Regions from separate parts of the Danio rerio genome. Here region 2 is linked to region 1. The links are chromatin contacts, called in public Micro-C maps. All regions are on one chromosome and are shown on one strand. Each heading gives the region's core, a stretch centred on a gene start, on an enhancer-like site or on the middle of the called end of the contact. The rest is flanking DNA. Distances are from core to core; before and after follow the strand shown. Region 1 has its middle 33 kb from the start of snapc5. Region 2 has its middle 22 kb from the start of smad3b.

Evidence for each region. Hi-C and Micro-C count contacts between places; a contact is called where the count stands out from the background.
Region 2: a contact with region 1 is called in a Micro-C map of caudal fin, with 11 times the contacts expected there. The contact joins two enhancer-like sites. A contact is called at or near these places in 2 of 18 Hi-C or Micro-C datasets (caudal fin and an unstated tissue) and 1 of 4 datasets of contacts at active chromatin or transcription factors (caudal fin).

Annotation. Positions count from the first base shown.
Region 1 is chr18:20,909,367-20,913,187 of GRCz12tu, forward strand. No RefSeq gene overlaps it. Among named protein-coding and RNA genes, the nearest start is that of snapc5, 33 kb to the left of the region's middle. Within about 2 kb of position 1,930, at least 4 of the 62 cell types and tissues checked have an H3K27ac peak or open chromatin away from gene starts, as enhancers often do.
Region 2 is chr18:21,136,477-21,140,297 of GRCz12tu, forward strand. No RefSeq gene overlaps it. Among named protein-coding and RNA genes, the nearest start is that of smad3b, 22 kb to the right of the region's middle. Within about 2 kb of position 1,710, at least 18 of the 62 cell types and tissues checked have an H3K27ac peak or open chromatin away from gene starts, as enhancers often do.

The DNA of each region.
Region 1 (3,821 bases), core at 680-3,179:
CCTCATCAGATTTTTCCATCTAAACTCTCTCCAAGCTCTCTTGTTTGTGGTTATTGCATGTGTGACAAACATATCTGACCAGTCTAACTGTTTTGTTTGCATCCAAACAATTTAGAGAATTTAGTTCTTTTATGCATGCTTTTAAAAATACTGTGATCAAATTATAATCATCCTTAAATTTATTTTCTTTTTTTAAATTAATATTTACCAGCACTTTTTAATACTGTTTTAGAAAAAATGTTATGCCATTTTGGAATGACATATTCTTGGATTAACTATAGTCATGAGAAAATACTCATTATTTTAAACAGTAATTATGGAATAATAATAATAATAATAAAATATAATATAATATTATATATATATATATATATATATATATATATATATATATATATATATATATATATATATATATATATATATATATATGTATATATTATATTATCATTATTGTAATAAATAATTATTCATACTACGACATTACAGCAAACAATTTAGTGTTTAATAGACGTTCAATAGACATCTAAACATAGTCAGCTTGGCTGAAACAAGGCTAAACTTGGGCTGTCAAAGAAAATCTATAGACGACTAAGAATAGGCCAAAACTAGACTAGTTGTCAAATAGACAGATTAGACAGACTTTACATGTCTAGTCATTTATTTCGGCTTATTTGATGACTAGTCTGGTTCGGCCTATTCTTGGACGTCTATTAGATTTTCATTGACAGACCAAGTGTAGCCTTGATTTAGCCAAGATGACTATGTTTAGATGTCTATTAGACATCTATTTGGCATCTTTTAAAAACAAAACAAAAAAATGCTTGCTGAGTATATTTTAACACTGCAGCATACCACACTTGCTCACCAAGTTAATATAAAAGAATTATTGTTAAAAAAAGTTGCGAGCACGGCCCTTGAGGATAAAAGGATCCTTCTTTGTGTTCCCTGAGCTTTCCAAAGTTCAATAGTTCCTTTAAAAAGCCATCCAAAATATGGTCAGTAGTTTATGACAATTGAATATACCTGCAAAATACATACACAAGCTACTTCTGTTTGTCAAAAGTGAAAGATTACCAAAACTCAAGGAAATGGGATCTGTGTGAGTGTTTTCTTTACTGTAGCTCTGGAGATACTGGGGTTTAGTTGGACTGTAATAGTAGTGAGAAAGGGCTGCAAATGACATTGTGAAATGAGCTCATTATATCGCAGGATTAAGCGGATGCTGTGCTCCAGCAGCGAGCCCTGGACGGGGGAGAATTTCCTCTGTGTGTTGAGGTGTTGTTGTTGGAGGCCCATGGATGGCTGTCGTATGAAATATCCTTCTCCCTCTTGCAGATTTGACTCTTGCTCCAGGCCCATGCTATGAGTTTTGGTTTGGACCGAGTGGTTTGTGAAGCTCAAGTTCAGGTCTGTTGGCAGTTTTTGAGGCACAGGGGTAATGCAGGTCTTGATGAATAAATTGGATGTTTGTATTTTTCTTTGTCAGAGAGTTTCGTGAACAGTCTTTCAATATTATATAATCCTACTGAAGTCAACAAACCCAGCTGGTTCCAAGCATAAAATGCCACTGTATTTCTTTCATGCTGGTGATGTGGAGGAGATAAAATACCTCATATTAAAAGGACAATCATATTTATTGTGCTGAGAACTACTTAAAACCAGACAATTTAAGCTTAGCTACTGCAATCAGCCACTTCAGAAAATGATAACAACTCAAAAACATGTTAAGATAAATTTGGTTAGATGATTATATTGGTCGCTTAGTCTGACCATCTCAAAAGCCAACAGGTCAGCTAATTCTGTAATAAGATTTTTGGATAAGACATGATTAAAACTCATTTAAGAATTGTTTTCTTTAAAATGTTGAACCATATTTCTTTTAAAGAAGAAAAAGAAACTCACTATATGTTTTTTCTGCTTCCAGCAGATGGCGCTGCTTGTCACATAGGGATCCACCATACAATTTGCTTACACACATTCAGCTTCAGAGGGTGTGAAATATTCATAACTTCTGATAATAACGTCAAAAAGTTTTCATCACATATCAACTGCCAAACATGGAACACAAATTGTCTATCATGTAACCAGGAAAAAAAGGACAAAACTATGAGGTGGATCAATGATTGAAAAAATTAAACAAAAAAAGCTGTATGAACACACAAATGACATTATAATGTCTGATATTAAAAATGGGAAAGAACACCTAAAATGATTATAATAGAAATGCAGCAAGAAATGTCAAAATTGTGTATATTTTACCATTTTAGATAGCATTAGGTAAACGTCTTGTGAATGCAATGGTGGCTGATGCATTGTTATGTCATGCAACGCAATGCGCATCACGTGCTTGATAAAACAACACCGCGTCATGCTTGTCCGTAGCGAGTAGGCCAAACTTACCAAAATAACGCTACAGAAAAGGTAGGCAAAGTTTTAGTTTCCGAAGTTTTAAAGTACAAATAAGCTTTTGTGTTCTACGTGAAAAAATGCGGTTCTCTACACTGAGGTAAATCAAAAACAAGCAAATTTAGTAAAAATGATACTGGACAGTTCAAATTACAGTGATTCAAACTTCATCTATCTATCTATCTATCTATCTATCTATCTATCTATCTATCTATCTATCTATCTATCTATCTATCTATCTATCTATCTATCTATCTATCTATCTATCTATCTATCTATCTATCTATCTATCTATCTATCTATCTATCTATCTATCTATCTATCTATCTATCTATCTATCTATCTATCTATCTATCTATCTATCTATCTATCTATCTATCTATCTATCTATCTATCTATCTATCTATCTATCTATCTATCTATCTATCTATCTATCTATCTATCTATCTATCTATCTATCTATCTATCTATCTATCTATCTATCTATCTATCTATCTATCTATCTATCTATCTATCTATCTATCTATCTATCTATCTATCTATCTATCTATCTATCTATCTATCTATCTATCTATCTATCTATCTATCTATCTATCTATCTATCTATCTATCTATCTATCTATCTATCTATCTATCTATCTATCTATCTATCTATCTATCTATCTATCTATCTATCTATCTATCTATCTATCTATCTATACACACACACACACACACACACACACACACACACAGCCTGGTTTTAGAGGGGTTTCGGTAATTTATAGGCTGGTTAGTCATTTCCAGCCTGTTCTTAGTTGTTCACGCTGGAAAATAATAATCTACCAATTTCCTTTCTAAGTTTTTGTCATGTAAAATAGATTTTATATAGCCTGAGTATTTCAAATAGAACATATTGCTGCATTGCAGAATAAATTGTTACTTGAATTGCATCAACAGTTTTAGATCTAATATGAAAATTGATTGGAAATCAAAACAGTAGTAATGATATAAGTAACATTTGACATCCCGTGATATGTAACTGTTGTGAATTACTGTACATGCTTGATTCCTAAAACACTTTGTCAAACCATATGTGTGGTGCCGACCAGTTTCTGCAAATACACCGTATTAATGGTCAATTAAGCATGGGTATCAATAATGTGTAAATTGAACAGATGTTTATTACAGCGTAGAGGCCAGAAATTTTAAAGTGGGAAATAACCTCGGTGAAATAGCTCAGTGTCTACTCTATTGAAATCAAAACTAACCATATGATTTTGTTTGCTCACATTGCTAGTTTTGTGGTGAACGATTCATCTGTGCACGTCATTATGAAAAACATTTTTGTTTGCCCTTCTTATCTTTAATTAAAATCTGAAAATGCACGTCCTGTTTTTTTTTTTTCAGTTAAATTGTCAGATTGCATATAT
Region 2 (3,821 bases), core at 460-2,959, 230 kb after region 1:
GAGAAAAGGAATGAATTTTTAATAAAACAAAAAAAGAATTTAATATTTTGTATCTCGGGCGATGCGGTGGCACAGTAGGTAGTGCTGTCGCCTCACAGCAAGAGGGTTGCTAGTTCGAGCCTCGGCTAGGTCAATTGAAATTTCTGTGTGGAGTTTGCATGTTTTCCCTGTGTTCACGTGGGCTTTCTCTGGCTGCTCCGGTTTTGTCGTAAAACATGCTGAATTAGTTGGCGGTTCATTCCACTGTGGCAAGGCCAGAATAAAAAAGGGACTAAGCTTAAAAAAATGAATGAATGAATTTTGTATTTGTCCAGGTAGTAACGTAATATTTTTAAAACATTTAAAAAAATGTTTGTTTGCTTGTTGTATTGTTATATATACAGTTGAAGTCAGAATTATTAACCCCTTTGAATTTTTTTTTTTATATATTTTTCAAATGGTGTTTAACAGAGCAAGGAAATTTTCACAGTATGTCTGATAATATTTTATCTTCTGGAAAAAGTCTTATTTGTTTTATTTTGGCTAGAACTAAAACATTTATTAATTTTTAAACACCATTTTAAGGACAAAATTATCAGCCCCTTCAAGCTATATATTTTTTCGATAGTCTACAGAAGAAACCATCGTTATACAATAACTTGCCTAATTACTCAAACCTACCAAGTTAACCTAATTAACCTTGTTAAGCCTTTAAATATCACTTTAAGCTGTATAGAAGTGTCTTGAAAAATATCTAATTAAATATAATACTGTCATCATGACAAAGATAAATTAAATCAGTTATTATAAATAAAACTATTATGTGCAGAAATGTGTTGAATAAATCTTCTCTTTGTTAAACAGTAATAATACAATGATTCAGGGGGGCTAATAATTCTGACTTCAATTGTATATATTAACAATAATGTAATAAACTGAACAATTGAAAATATAGTTTTAAATACATTGTCAAAAGTAAGGTGCATAATTTGAACACATACAAACAGTAATTTTAGAAACATATAGGAAGCATTATAGACAGTTTAAAAACATTGGGAAAACCCATCATACTTATTCTTCATCATTCAAATAAATTAATTAATAAAAATATAATTTTTTTGAAGAATATCATTCGTAAATCATTATTATTATTTTAGAAATGTAAATAAATAGCTACTTTTTGCTATTTTAAATAGCAAACACACATATTCTCATATTTCAGAAATCAACACATTCAGTTCATATGCAGCAAATTAATTTCAAGTATTTTCACTTTAAATCTCAAGGTTTTAATATCATGTGAAACATAAATTGAGTCAAGTGTGTCTAAACTTTTGACTCTCACATTTCTGTGCAGCACTGTGCACAAATGCATGTATGAAATGTGCTGCTGATAAAAAGATTTATTTTTGAGCTTACACCGCGTTAATAGAAACTACATTCAGACCTTTTGCGTGCTCCGCTTTTTCAAAAGTGAAAAAATGAGGCGGAGAAGAGGAACAAAATATGAATGGAGAGACCTTGAGGAGAGTTAAATCATTGGTTTGTTTATCGGTGTGACCGAGAGAGCACATCAGCGTGTGATTGAGCAGTCTTTAAAGCTGCCCCAGAGAACGACACAGAGAAAATAAACTGTTTAGTGTTTCACTGGAAAACTTTTTTTTTTCTTCCCCCCACCCCTCCATTTCTTTCTGAATGAGAGGCTGAGTAGGAGTGCTGAGGTCTATCAGAAACATATGTGTGGAGTTCAAGGGCGGTTGGAGGAAGAAAGCGGATAAGCCTCTTAAAATGGTCTACATTCAGTGTGAGACTCGCTCTCAGAGAGGAAAAACAAGCGCTGAAATGCCATCTCATCAAAAGAAACTAATGGAATGTTTAAACCAGCTGAAACCATAAAAAGCAAACCTTGCCCTCGCGTCGTTTGCAAAGAGTGCTGTATTTTGTCTCTCGTGTTCTCTTACGGGTCTCGTGTGTTTCAATTGCTCATTTGTGGCTTTTTGAAAGATTGAGCCGTCATGCAGATTTGGCTCTGCAAGTATGTATTTATGTAGGACAGTAGGACTTTTTTGTTATGCAGATGAAGATTTAAAGCATGCAGAATAGTGCTGAGGTGGCACTCTGTCCGTCTTGTGTGTTTATTGTGAGTTGTAGTCTAACACACACATCACATCACATCAGAGAGGTTTCGTAGCTGTCACACATTAGAAGAGAACCACAGCTCCCTCTTTTGAAGGCATGCATGTAGAACTTGAGCTCAAGGATCCTGCTTGGAGATTTCAACCCCACCTTCTGGTGGTTTTGCAGTTCACGCAGTCAGTATATAAAATTGGATCTGTTTTTTCCATATCGTGTAGAGCTATTCTAATTACTTTGAATGGTTTTTATGTATTCATTTTTAGTTTAGTTTGGCTTTAGGAAAAATTTTATGTCTTTGTTTTTAGCGGGATGCAACATAATCATATGTGCCAGTAAAATTTATCAAACATGCACATTGATTTCATCTCAATTGACTACATTAATATAAAAACTACATCAAATTGACATCTAACATTGGCATGAAAAAAAAAAACACCATAAAAAATGCATCAGTCGATTTTTGATAATAATGTTAGATGTCGATTTGATGTTGCTTTGACATCAAGGTCAAAAAATTCTGTTATTTTACTTTTTTTTTTTTTTTTTTTTTTTTTGCAACAGCAGGGGTGCCAGAAAAAAGGAAAATAATGGATGTTAAATTACAGACATTTACCGTAAAATAACCAATGTTAAATTACTGAAGCTTACTGTAAAACAGCAGATGTTAAATTACAGAAATTTACCATGAAATAACAGATCTAAAATTATGGAAATTTATCGTAAAATAATGGATGTTAAATTACAAAAATTAACCATAAAATAATGGACGTTACATTACAAAAATTAACTGTAAAATAATAGACGTTAGATTACAGAAATTTACTGTATAATAATGGACATTAGGTTACAGAAATTTACTGTAAAATAATGGTCATTAGATTGCAGAAATTTACTGTAAAATAATGGACGTTAGGTTACAGAAATTTACCATGAAATAATAGATGTTAAATTACGAAAATTTACCGCTTCTTAATGGACGTTAGATTACAGAAATTTACCATAAACAACAGATCATAAATTGCGGAAATTTACCGTAAAATAACGGACGTTAAATTACAAAAATTAACCGTAATATAATGGACATTAGATTACAAAAATTAACTGTAAAAAAATGGACATTAGGTTACAGAAATTTACTCTAAAATAATGGACATTAGGGTACAAAAATGTACTGTAAAATAATGGACGTTAGGTTACAGAAATTTACCGTAAAATAATGGATGTTATGTTACAGAAATTTACTATGAAATAATGGATGTTAAATTACGGAAATTTACTGTTAACTAATGGACGTTAGATTACAGAAATTTACCATAAAATAACGTCTGTTAAATTATGGAAATTTACCATAAATTAATAGACGTAAATTACAGAATCTTAACATAAAATAACGGACGTTAAATTACAAAAATTTATCGTAAAATAATGGATGTTAGATTTCAGAAATTTTCCTTAAAATAATGGATGTTAAATTACAGAAATTTACTGTAAAATAATGGACGTTAAATTACAGAACTTTCCTTAAATTTAAATTTCTGGTATTTTTTTGTAAGTTAACAGCTGTTATTTTACATTTTGCCTGTAAAATAATGGATTTTTTATAGTGTTGTTTACATGGTTTGTAGGGATGTTGCATTTAGATAAATGAATCCTTTTTGTGTCGTTATTTTGGTCAAAATAGCATTAATGTGGGGATATCAACTGTC